Linked DNA regions of Mus musculus: all the other regions are linked to region 3. The links are chromatin contacts, called in public Hi-C, HiChIP or PLAC-seq and Micro-C maps. All regions are on one chromosome and are shown on one strand. The core of a region is the stretch at or near the end of the contact, and the rest is flanking DNA. Distances in the headings are between cores, read along the strand shown. Region 1 holds the start of Nyx (nyctalopin). Region 2 has its middle 41 kb from the start of Gm25202. Region 3 holds the start of Cask (calcium/calmodulin-dependent serine protein kinase (MAGUK family)). Region 4 has its middle 41 kb from the start of Gm25202.

Region 1 (2,700 bases), core at 150-2,649, 390 kb before region 3:
TTTCCAGCTACCCTTCCCTGATGCCCTCCTATGTCCTCGTATACTCCTAAGTAGATAGCATATTTTATTTATTGTTACATACATATTTGTGTGCATGTGAGTATGAAATATGCACGCGCGTGTGCACACACACACACACACACATATCCAACCTGCTCAGTCCATTTTTGTTGGTGATGTGTGTGTGTGTGTGTGTGTGTGTGTATGTGTGTTCAAGGCTGACCATTCTGCATTAGACAACCAATTAAGGATGCTCATTACTGGGAGAGGCTAGTCATCTTTCCCAAAGCCATTAGTTGCCTGTAGGTAGCTCTTTGCCTAAGGATGGGGCCTGGTGGATTTCCCCTTCCCTGAGAACATGTCTGTGATATTACCTTTGTTCTGGTTTGTTTATGCAGTCATTTGTAGGAGAGACCATTTCACAGCAGACTTCCTTCTCTTCATCGATGCTCCCTGAGTCATAGATGCAGGAGTGGTGGTGTAGGTGTATCCATTGGGCCTGAGCTCCCTAGAATCTATTGCTCCAGTTGTGGTTTTCTGTGGTAGCCTCCATTTGCTGTAAGGAGAGGGTTCTTTCACGAGGAACGGTAGCCACATGTATCCAGGAAAGGCGACTCTCAAACCTAACAGGATTTTAAATTCAAGTCCAGGTGAGGAAAATGTTTTAAAGCTCACCCATTTTTTCAAATAGACGCCTCAGGGGTTTTGTGGGGTGGAAGATCCCATCCCATCTCAGGCCCGACAGACTTCTTTGTCCCTAGATCCATTCCTTTGACAGGTGGAAAGTGGAAGCCTTTGTATCTTTTCTTTGCTGGTCAGCTTCAAGCTCTAGCCTCGTGTATGTCTGTCAAACACTAATTTTCTAAGTGGCAAAAGGTGCCTATCTGAGAGCAGCAGGGAGGCCCAAGCCTCTCCCAGCATTTGTTTTTCTGACAGGTCATCAGCAGAGACTCAGTTGCCTGGTGGCTCAACATTGCACAGACTCAGGTATCTTCGATGGCTTGTCTTCTGAAATCAGATGTTCCGGGATCTTTTGCCTGCCTTGAATACCTGTGATAAGAGAATTCTGAAACTCTCTAAATTAAGTTACAGGCCAGAGAATGGAGGAAGAGATCAGATGAGATTATTTTAACTGACAGCTTCCAGCTAAATCAACAAAGAAAAGGACAAATCTGCTGCACTGCATTGTTGCCCTGTGTGCCGAAGACTACCCATTGAAGGTCACCTCACTTTCAGCTTTCAGAACGGACTTGCCAAAATGCAGCAATTCTGCTATGGACTGACTAACCCTTCACTCCTGGGACTCTGCCCAATTCCTCTTATCCTAGTCCTTCTGATCACAGATCAGAACAATTCCTTTCTTCCCCCTAACATTTTATTCTAAAGCCTCTAGCTCCTTAGGTCCATAACTACTGATTTCAACTGTTGTCTGGCCGTGCTGCTGGTGGCTTAGGAAACCTGTCCCAGGACCTCTTTCACCTCTTAGCATGTGTCAGCGCCATCAACCATTGTTTCAGAGGCCTCTTTGAGACTGGGACATTGATTTGATACTTGGCAGTTCCCTGCTGCATTGAGTTTGGGTCTTTTCCTTGGGCAAGGCAGATGGGCCTACAGCTCTATTTTTGGAGGCCACAGAGAGTGGCGATTTCACATGCAGCTCCTGGAACGTGCATTTTGGAGTATTAGGGCAGCGAGTCTGTTGAGAAGCACAGCAGAAGAAATCCTGGGCCAACCCTTTATGTGCTGTGTCAGACTGGCTTATTATCCACCCTCCTGACTCCAGGGTCAGTCAGGTGAGTAGGTCACTGAAGGACCCTCTCCAGAGGGACTTTTGGCAGGCTGTCCTTTGACCAGGGCAGCTAGCCTTCCAGCGACTTCAGGTGCGTGACTAAGATTTCCGGCTCAGGCGTGCCCCGGGCCTTTCCGGGCCAGGCAGCCGCCCCCGCGCCGCCATGCTGGAGCCTGCTTCCTGGCGGGGACGATAAGATAGGTTGCGGTGGCACTGGTCCAGCGCTGGAGCTTCAGCGCCCTCTGATGGGCAAGCCTGGGAGGGCGGGGCCCATGCTCGGATGCCCCGCCCCACCAGACCTTGGGAGCGGGCGGGGCTGCAGCACGGGTTACCCGCAGTGGCTGTCCAGGTTTCGCAAGGACGTGACCTTGAGAGGGAAAAAGTCCCCTGGTGCGTCACGAGTGGTTGCTAACCCGGGCTAGCGAGCTGAACTAGTTTTCGAAATCCAGAGAGGTGGGAAGGAATAGGGACTTAAACGTTCATACTGGGGACTCGTGGCCAGCTGCCCCTCTACGACCGACCGCCAAGGCACGCTTTGTGCGCAGGACCCGGAATCCGGTACGAGCCTGCATCCCGACTTTGTCTGGGCCTGTCCTTGGGGTGACGTCATTCTGAGAGTCAGCAGAATAAGTAGCGTCCCCTGCTGCAGTCCAGAGCTAAGGCTGTGAATTCAGGTCGATTCCCCCAGCCCTACAAGGAGCCAGGGATTCCAACAAAAGGATGGTTTCAGCTAAGGCAGTTTAGGGGTGCCTCATCCTGATCTCACATAGGCAGTGAGGGTGACTCTTTGGCTTCTTACTGGAATCTCAGGAGAGAAAACAAAAAAAAAAAAAAAACAACAAAAGCAAAACAACAAAAACCAACCATAACCTAGGCGACCAATTCCTTGCTCTGCCTTCAGCATTGTAACC
Region 2 (2,700 bases), core at 76-2,575, 430 kb after region 3:
CCTTCGGGGGGGTGATTTAAGAAGCCTTCAAAGGCTCATTCTTGTTTTAAAAGCTGCTGTTTGGTAATTCAAACTTTCTTCTCTCTCTCTCTCTCTCTCTCTCTCTCTCTCTCTCTCTCTCTCTCTCTCTCTGAATACCTCAACCAGCCACCTTTCTATATTTTCATCTATTCATTGCAATTTTTTTCCTGAAAAGACATGAACATATTAGAAACAACTGAGACCCAAATGTGTGGAAGGGAGACTTGGCCCATTATAGATCACTTTAAAATAGCAATTAACCCATGTGTGTTCTTACTCAACTGGTACATATTTTCTGTATTACGGATATGGTAAGAGGGAATAAAAACCATACTGTGTCTCAGATTTTATAAAATTCAGTCCCCTTGGAAAAACATCCGAGACTAATATGGATGTTCAAACTGTTAGTTCATACACACCAGAGTTTCATTTGCTCTTTTATGATAAAAGTTTCCTTTACAGTTGCCCAGATCCACACATATATTATTCGGGACCCGATAAAGCACAGGCACCATTTGTGGTCACATCCTCTAAAAATCACCCGGAGTGGGTTTCCAGAGCCTTTAAAAATAGGCTGGGTTCTGGCAAAGCTTCCAAACATAGGAGGAGAAAAGAGCAACAATTTAGACTCTTGAAAGTAGTTTTAATTTTAGCCTTCCTTTTCTACTTTTTACCCCCGTTACAGCTCTTCTCAGGATATTAGTAGAGCTAATGTTCCAAGTTCCCTATTCATTTTTAAAAATATATTCCAACTGACCATCAGATGCAAATACAATGATAAAAATCCTATTTTCTATTGTTCTCATTTTTGAAAAAAACTTCTGTTCTCTGCAGTCTGCAAGCCAGTTTGGTGCTGATTGAATCTTCCCGTACCGTGACTGGACCATTTCTTAATCACCCCCAGCAGTAGCATGCTTCCCATCTACTGTGACATTAGAGTGAGTTGCTTCCAAATGGCTGTAAAGCATGTTGCCATGGTGATGGAACTCTCCTGGTCAGCTGCAGTGGAAGCTCTGCCAGCAGCAATTCTCACCCTTGATGTGCCAAGAGAAGAATCATCTGGGTACTTGTTAGAAATGCTTATTTAAGACCCTACCCATAAGCATTTCGATTTTGAAAATTTGAGGGCAGATCTTCATTTATTATCTACAAGCTAGGTAATGAGCATTCACGTGGCTCATGGACAACATGTGAATATGGCTGAAGTTATGTCCCATGAGAATGCTGCTATTCATCTGCATTGAGTCTGCGGCCATGACTGGCCCTCTAAGTTGCCAAAGAATGTGCATGCTGCCTTTTTCAGGATCTTTAAATGTGAGCATCTGCCACACATATGTTTTGTGTTTACTCTTCAGGCTTTCAGGGTGAGATTCCCCAGCTCCAGGAAAAAAAAAAGTCATCTGTTAGTAATTCCCTGCTTCACTTGGGAAATAACCTAGCAAGGATAGGCTATTGAAATTAGTATATGCATCCGGCAAACTTTACAATTTCCTTCTGGGTACTCCTGGGGGATAGTGCATCATGATATGTCTGTGGGCAACAGTGGGAGGGTAAAGGCAGGTGCAGTGAAAGCTTTCTTTAAGAGACAAACATACCACGTTCATGAGAAGCAACTCCTAAGGACTGAATTAGAAGGGTGTTTAGGAGTTTGAGAGTTCTCTTGATCTATTTCAATTCTTAAATGTTTCCAGGGATGAGGAACAAACATTGGCTTATGAGAGTGGAAATAATGAAGTCTGTGTTGAAAGTACAGTCAATGTGCTGCATAATGATGTTTGGTTGGCAATTGACTGCAAAACCAATGATAGCACCACAAGATCATATCATTTAGTGACAACTTGGCCATCTTGATCTGTGTTGAGTACACAGTGATGTTCTAACACCTACTGACACATTTCCTAGCATGTATCCCTGTTGCTAAGTGACATTTGATTTTATAAACTTCTATAGAAGACAAAGTAGGATCTGGCAGTTAGCTCACTGGGGAGAAGAAGATAATGCAGGATGAGTTGGGGGAGCATGGCTGTAATGTTGACATTAATGTATTCATATGTAAGTTTTATGTCCTACCACTGTGGAAAGTTATCCCAGCCATTGTGGATACAGACACCTCTAACTATTATCAGTTAATTTGTCTACTTGACCTTCTCAAAGATATCCTAGATGACTCCCTTTTCTTTTTAAGAGTTGATCAGAAACCCAACTGTATTTATTTTTCAACATCTATGTTCTGAACACAGCAAGTATATCTCAGACATTACATTAAGTATATCTGAAATAGATATTTTTAAAGAATACTTTGGCTTTCCCTTTGAATTTTGGCACATACTTCTCCCAGCCAAGGCAGCTCAAACAGGATGTCATAGGGTATGTAACATAGATACCTATTTGGAACCAAAGATCCCCACAGGATATGAGCAGACACATACTTCATTTTTGCATTCCAGCAAAGTTAGAGAGCTACAGCATCTGTTTTCCATGTTATAAATAAGTATTATCCTTCAAAGACTTCAAAAACTCCCATTAAAAGTGCTCTCAATCTCAAATCTCTTTGTGGTGCTCAATTAGTTCATATGCCTTTGACATCTCCTCTTTTGTTTCAGTTTTTATCTTTTTCAATTGGTATAATAATAACTTTGAACAGTAAGTTTGCTATAAACTAGAAATAGAGGCAGTTTT
Region 3 (2,700 bases), core at 138-2,637:
GACTGGACAATTAGATGAGGAACTGCAGATTTAATTCTCAATCAGGACTGTGATTAATCTGATTCCCTGCTTTTCCCTAGTGTAATTATACAACACAGATGAAAGGATGAGCATTTGGACTGTCAGTTCTATATTCTAGACCAGCCCGGTGACTCAAAGCAGACGGCTCTACCACGCTAACCACCATCCCAACAACAGTGGAAGGGAGCCTCGAGCACTGATTGTACAGTCATTGCATAACGAGGCATTAAAAATTTGGGTGCCCCCAACTCTTTCTATGTTTGTCTATGGCAGGTGAAGAATTTGCTGAAACTGGACGCATCCGTCTTCAATGACCCTCTTAAATCCGGGCATGGGGTGAACACAAAGGCATCTGTCTAATATCCTGGCACAATAGACACACACCCCACAATTAAAAACCCCGGACGCGCTCTCTCGCTCTCTCCACACAAGCTCATGAAATGCAGGCTGCTCTTTTCGTGAAAGGTCTATGGTACAGGAAAGGTAACAAAAACCCCAACTGTTCCCAGGAAGCAACTACAAAATCGGTCCTGCCACGTCCCTGTGTAACCGTCAGATAAAATGCAGGGAGCCCGCCCCACGCCTTATGGGGTGGCCGACCGGGGCTCGGTGGCCTCCACGCATTACTAAGAAGCCCCCAGACCCATTCCTGGCAGGAAACCCAGGTACACGTCTAAAAATTCTCCAGGGTGAAGAGAACGAGGGAGGCAGAGGGGAGGGAGAGAGGGCAGGGGGCAGGCCCGGAACGGGTGCGGGAGGCCCCGGGCATCGCTGAAAAGCATTTTTCCACACTCCCGCTCCCTCGCGTGGAGACTCACTTGCCGATCACCTCGCATAGCTCGTACACATCCTCGAACAGCACGTCGTCGTCGGCCATGGTCCGAAGGGGACAGCGGCCGCAGCGTGGAGGGTTCTGAAAACTGGGTTGGGGGCGCCCAAGAGCTCAGTGCCCGGCTCCGGGCTCGTGTCCTCCACTCAGGACCCGCAAGCCCTCGGTGCTGAGGAAGCTCGACTGGGGCCGTGAGGCCCGGAGACTGCAGCGCCTTTCCTCTGCCGGCTGCCGCCCCGGCGCGGGCGGCGGGGCCGGGGCGTGGGAGCGAGGGCGGCCCGGGCCCGGCGCCGCCCGCCCGCCCGCTGCTCCTCGCGCGGTGGCTGGCGACCGCGCTGCCGGGGCGTGCGGACCCTCGGGGACCGCGAAGCGCCGCACTCTCCGCTCGTCAGCCCGCGCGGGCCGCGAGGCCGCGACCGCTCCCTCTGCCCGAGACCGGCTCCGGCGCGGCGCGGGGCAGCTCGGGCTACAGGGGGGGCCGCGGCAGCACCATGGAGGGAGGATCGTCGCGAAGGGAGGTGGTGGCGGCTGATCCGCGCTGGGGACCAGGAGGCGGCGGCAGAGACGCTCCCTCCTCCTTCTCCTCCTCCTCCCGCCGCCGCCGCCCTCCCGAGTGTGGGAGGGGGCTTCGCGGGATGAGCGTTCAGTGCGGGCGGGAGCCGCGACCGCTGCCTTCAGCTCCTCCCCTCAGCCTCAGCAGCCGCCAGGCTCCCGAGCCCGAGCACCCGCCTGGCGCGGACTAACCCTCCTCCCTTTCGGCCCGCACGGCAGCGAGACCCGCAGGCCCCGCCCCTCCAGCCCGTTGGGAGGCGTGGACCGCGGAAGGAGGCGGAGGAAGGGAGGGGGAAAAAAAAAAAGCGCTCCCAGTGGCGCCTGCGCGCAGCGCCCGCAACGTCACGAAGAACCGGCGGGCGCGGGGAATCTAGAGGGCGCTGGGGGTCGGCTAGCGGAGCTGCCCGGGTTGCGGGTTGCAGCTGCTGAGGTGGGGCTGGTGGAGGTCGTCGCCTCTACTCCCAAGCTGCGACCAAGTGGAGAAGAGGGGCGAGGGACAAAAGGTCCATAGCAGTCTGCACGTTCTTAGACGGCGTGCTCAGCACTCTGGCAGCTTTCCCTCTTCTTTCGTAATCTCAGAAAGCCGTTCCCCAGGTTTTTGCTGGGGGAGGGGGGAAACGCAGAGAAAAGGTTCTAATGAATGAAAAAGCCTGAAAGGAGGTGGAGAAAGATTGTCACTCAAGACCGTGTTTGGCGGCGGTGGATGCTTTTAGTGCCACCTTGCCATTCCTTAATGAAGATGAGGGCTGGGGGAGGGGGAGAATTGTCCAAGGAAAGGACGGAACAAAAACTGCAGAGGAAGGTGTACAACAAGAACAGTGAACTAGCGAAACAGCTTCGCCTGCCACCCGCTCCAAACTAACCAATATCTATGCAGTTTCTATTGCTGCTAGACAAAACCTAGAGACGGACCAGGAAAAGAGTGTCGTAAAGAGACTTTAAATCCATTGAATATTGTTCCTCAGCACCAGCATCTGCTTTGTTCACTCCCTATAAGTGTTGGAGTTCTTAGCATAAAAAAATGTCACTAGAAGGAATGGACGCACAGGGTCAGCCGCGGAGTAAGGCTGTGGGTGTTGCCGCTGTGCTAGGTTGTATGCAATATGAAGATTTCTGTTCAACTGAGCATGTGCAGAATGAGCCAACGCCACCAGACAGGTATATGCCTTAGTTGAAGACCAATAAAAAAAGAAGTCTTTGTTCCTCCTCATAGCAGAAGTGTCCAATTAGTTCATAAGTCAGCTCTCCAGAAATCATCTGTTAAAATTCTCAGCGCGGTATTTTTTAAACTAGTATTT
Region 4 (2,700 bases), core at 22-2,521, 510 kb after region 3:
TAATCTGAAATTTTAATGTTCAAGAATATTGTTCGACTCTGTAAGTATGAATCACATACTGGTTGAAAATATCAAATCCGAACATATAAATCCAAAATGTTCCAAAACATGAGTTGCTCTGAGTACTGACAGGGTACAACATTCAGAGAACTTCTTACCATGAAACTTAGCTTCACTCAGAAAATTACCGAGATGGTGTATAAAGTTTTTCCGTACCATTTATTTAAGGTATATATGAAACATATATAAATTTCATGTTTAGATTTGGGTTCTATTTACAAGATATCTCATTATGTAATGCAAATATTCTGATATCTGAAAAAGTTAGACTCCAAAGCATATCTTGTCTCAAGTGTTTCAGATACTGGATGCTCATCTTGTATGGATGTATAGCTTCCTCATATATTCCCCATAATCCTGGTTAAACCATTTTTGAAATTTCTTTCAGATTGAGAAAATAAGGGAGCATCCTAAGAACTATGTGGTGCTTCACTTTGATGCATGTAATGTGTGAGCAGTGAAGTTCACAGTGTTTACCACAGGCATTTTGCTTTTTGTAACCCAGTTCTTTTTCCACACTCTCATCATGTGTGAAGGTGTGCTGTACTGTGGGTACAAACAAGGTTCTTTCATTTGCTACTTTGTTGCTGGAGAAAAAGAGTCCAATTCTGTGTTTCTAGCTTTACCTTCTAGACTGATATATATCTGGTCATAAAACTGAGTCCTAGATTTTCAGGTTTTCAACACATACCATACCATGAGCAGAGTACAATGATAGTTGTTTGAGAGAATCTTGTGGATGTAGAAAACACCAGTCCTTGTGTGATCCGAGATCATGAAACAGTTGTTGAGAAGAACATTGGTTCTAGTGGAGTCTGGTGCTAGCTGACTTTTGAGGAAGCAAACAGAATAGCCTGGCTATCTTCTAGCGTTCAGATACAGAACAAGAGAATCTATACTCACAGGCAGAAAGGGTCTTTCCAAATGTAAAGGATAGCAAGCAGCTTAGTTTGGCAAAAGCAGAGGAGCCATGCAGGGGAGAACAGACTGGAGGCTGATTTGTTTGGAGGATCTGGATACTGGGAGGATAAGCCTGAATTTGACAACACAGATGGGAAGGATTCTGAGTAGCTTTCTCAGCAGGGAAGTGATATAAAGCCCAACACATTCAAAGCAGATGATTTTGTTGTCTTTGTGGATCTGCAGCTCCCATTATCTTGTATGATCATTTGAAGAGCATGCCTGCTAGGCTTCTGGCCCGTCGGAGTCTGGCCATCTAAGTTGTGTGCAGCTTGTTCGGCTAGTATCACATCCTGTCCCACTGAGAAGGTCTGAGGTGGGCCAATTCCAGCCCCTTGAAATAATTAGTTTCCTCTGCTCTCTGTGTTCAGGACCAAAAGGAGCAGTTTATTGGTTTTGTGGGCAATGCTCAGATACTGCCAATAGAAAGTATAAAACTAACTGGATTGTGAGCAAGGGAATACTTATCTGCTGCCTAAAATTAGAACAGATTCCTATCACTCAAAATGCATCTTCATGCTCTTCACATTGTTTGTGGTGGTGAAAAATGGTACTTATAAAGAAAAATTGTTTAATTCATAGCAAAATTACTTAAAAAGAAATCTTCAAGGTTATTAATTGCAACACATTATTTTGATATGTGGGAAACAACTCAAATTCTTTCAATAAAAGACTGAAATCTATTTTATATCTGCACAGAAATATATAAATAAAACAAGGAATGAAGCATAGTATGTGTTGGCAAATGATTTCCAGCATATATGTATGTATATGGGTTTATCTGAGCTGAAGGGATTTGCAGCCTCATAGGAGGAACAACACTATCAACTAACCAGTACCCCCAGAGCTCCCTGGGACTAAACCACCAATCAAAGAAAACACATGGTGGGACTCATGGCTCTAGGTGCATATGTAGCAGAGGATGGCCTAGTCGGTCATTAATGGGAAGAAAGTCCCTTGGTCCTGTGAAGGTTCTATGCCCCAATATAGGGGGATGCCAGGTCCAGGAATTGGGAGTGGGTGCACTGGGGAGTAGGGAAGGGATAGGGGATTTTCGGAGGGGAAACTATGAAAGGGGATAACATTTGAAATGTAAGTAAAGAAAATATCAAAAATAAAATAGAAGTTGTTGAGTTCAAGAGATAGCTCAGTAGTTAAGAGAATTTATTTCCTTTTTGGAGGACCCAGGTTCTACATACAGTACCCACATGGCAGCTCACAACCTTCTATAACTCCAGTTCTGGAGGGGGGCCGGGGGGGGGGGGACGGACGACTAATACCTCCTTCTGACCTCTGCAGGCACCAGTCACACATGTAGCATACAGATGTACTGACAGACAAGCATCCCAAAACATAAATAAAATTTGACAAAGTAATAGTTGCTGGTAAATGAAGAAAGAAAGATAAAATGATCTCATTACTAATTTTCAACCTCTAGAAAATATTGGAGATGAAAAATAATCATCAGTGACTGCAAAGATCATGTGCACACGCACACACACACACACACACACACACACACACACACACAAATACAAATAAATAGAGTAAAGGATTCCTGTTTGGCCTTATAATGAATACTCACAGCACTATTAAAGATTATTACTAAGAGTCTGAGACTGAATATGACAAGAGTTTAATTTTAATAACCATTTAATGGGAAATGTAGGGGGAATGATG

What was found. Hi-C and Micro-C count contacts between places; a contact is called where the count stands out from the background. HiChIP or PLAC-seq counts read pairs in DNA pulled down with a chosen protein or histone mark.
Region 1: a Micro-C map of macrophages shows a contact between it and region 3, with 5 times the contacts expected there. The contact joins the promoter of Nyx here to the promoter of Cask in region 3.
Region 2: a contact with region 3 is called in an H3K27ac HiChIP or PLAC-seq map of stem cell-derived neural progenitor cells, with 7 times the contacts expected there. The contact joins the enhancer-like site here to the promoter of Cask in region 3. A contact is called at or near these places in 5 of 39 promoter capture datasets (the 3T3-L1 cell line, frontonasal cranial neural crest, hippocampal neurons and 2 more), 5 of 484 Hi-C or Micro-C datasets (adipose-derived mesenchymal stem cells, cerebral cortex, neural progenitor cells and 1 more) and 7 of 115 datasets of contacts at active chromatin or transcription factors (astrocytes, embryonic forebrain, embryonic limb bud and 4 more).
Region 4: a contact with region 3 is called in a Hi-C map of cerebellum, with 2.6 times the contacts expected there. The contact joins the enhancer-like site here to the promoter of Cask in region 3. A contact is called at or near these places in 1 of 39 promoter capture datasets (hippocampal neurons), 1 of 484 Hi-C or Micro-C datasets (cerebellum) and 1 of 115 datasets of contacts at active chromatin or transcription factors (large pre-B cells).

What each region holds. Positions count from the first base shown.
Region 1 is chrX:13,459,691-13,462,390 of GRCm38.p6, forward strand. It overlaps Nyx (nyctalopin), which reads left to right and starts at 1,400. Exons shown (of 4, transcript NM_173415.5): 1 at 1,400-1,793.
Region 2 is chrX:14,272,831-14,275,530 of GRCm38.p6, forward strand. No RefSeq gene overlaps it. Among named protein-coding and RNA genes, the nearest start is that of Gm25202, 41 kb to the right of the region's middle. Within about 2 kb of position 1,326, at least 23 of the 459 cell types and tissues checked have an H3K27ac peak or open chromatin away from gene starts, as enhancers often do. A contact at or near this core is called in adipose-derived mesenchymal stem cells, neural progenitor cells, neural tube and 2 more, where this site is marked.
Region 3 is chrX:13,845,169-13,847,868 of GRCm38.p6, forward strand. It overlaps Cask (calcium/calmodulin-dependent serine protein kinase (MAGUK family)), which reads right to left and starts at 1,388. Exons shown (of 27, transcript NM_001284503.1): 1 at 840-1,388. The coding sequence starts at 898.
Region 4 is chrX:14,355,605-14,358,304 of GRCm38.p6, forward strand. No RefSeq gene overlaps it. Among named protein-coding and RNA genes, the nearest start is that of Gm25202, 41 kb to the left of the region's middle. Within about 2 kb of position 1,272, at least 2 of the 459 cell types and tissues checked have an H3K27ac peak or open chromatin away from gene starts, as enhancers often do. A contact at or near this core is called in cerebellum, where this site is marked.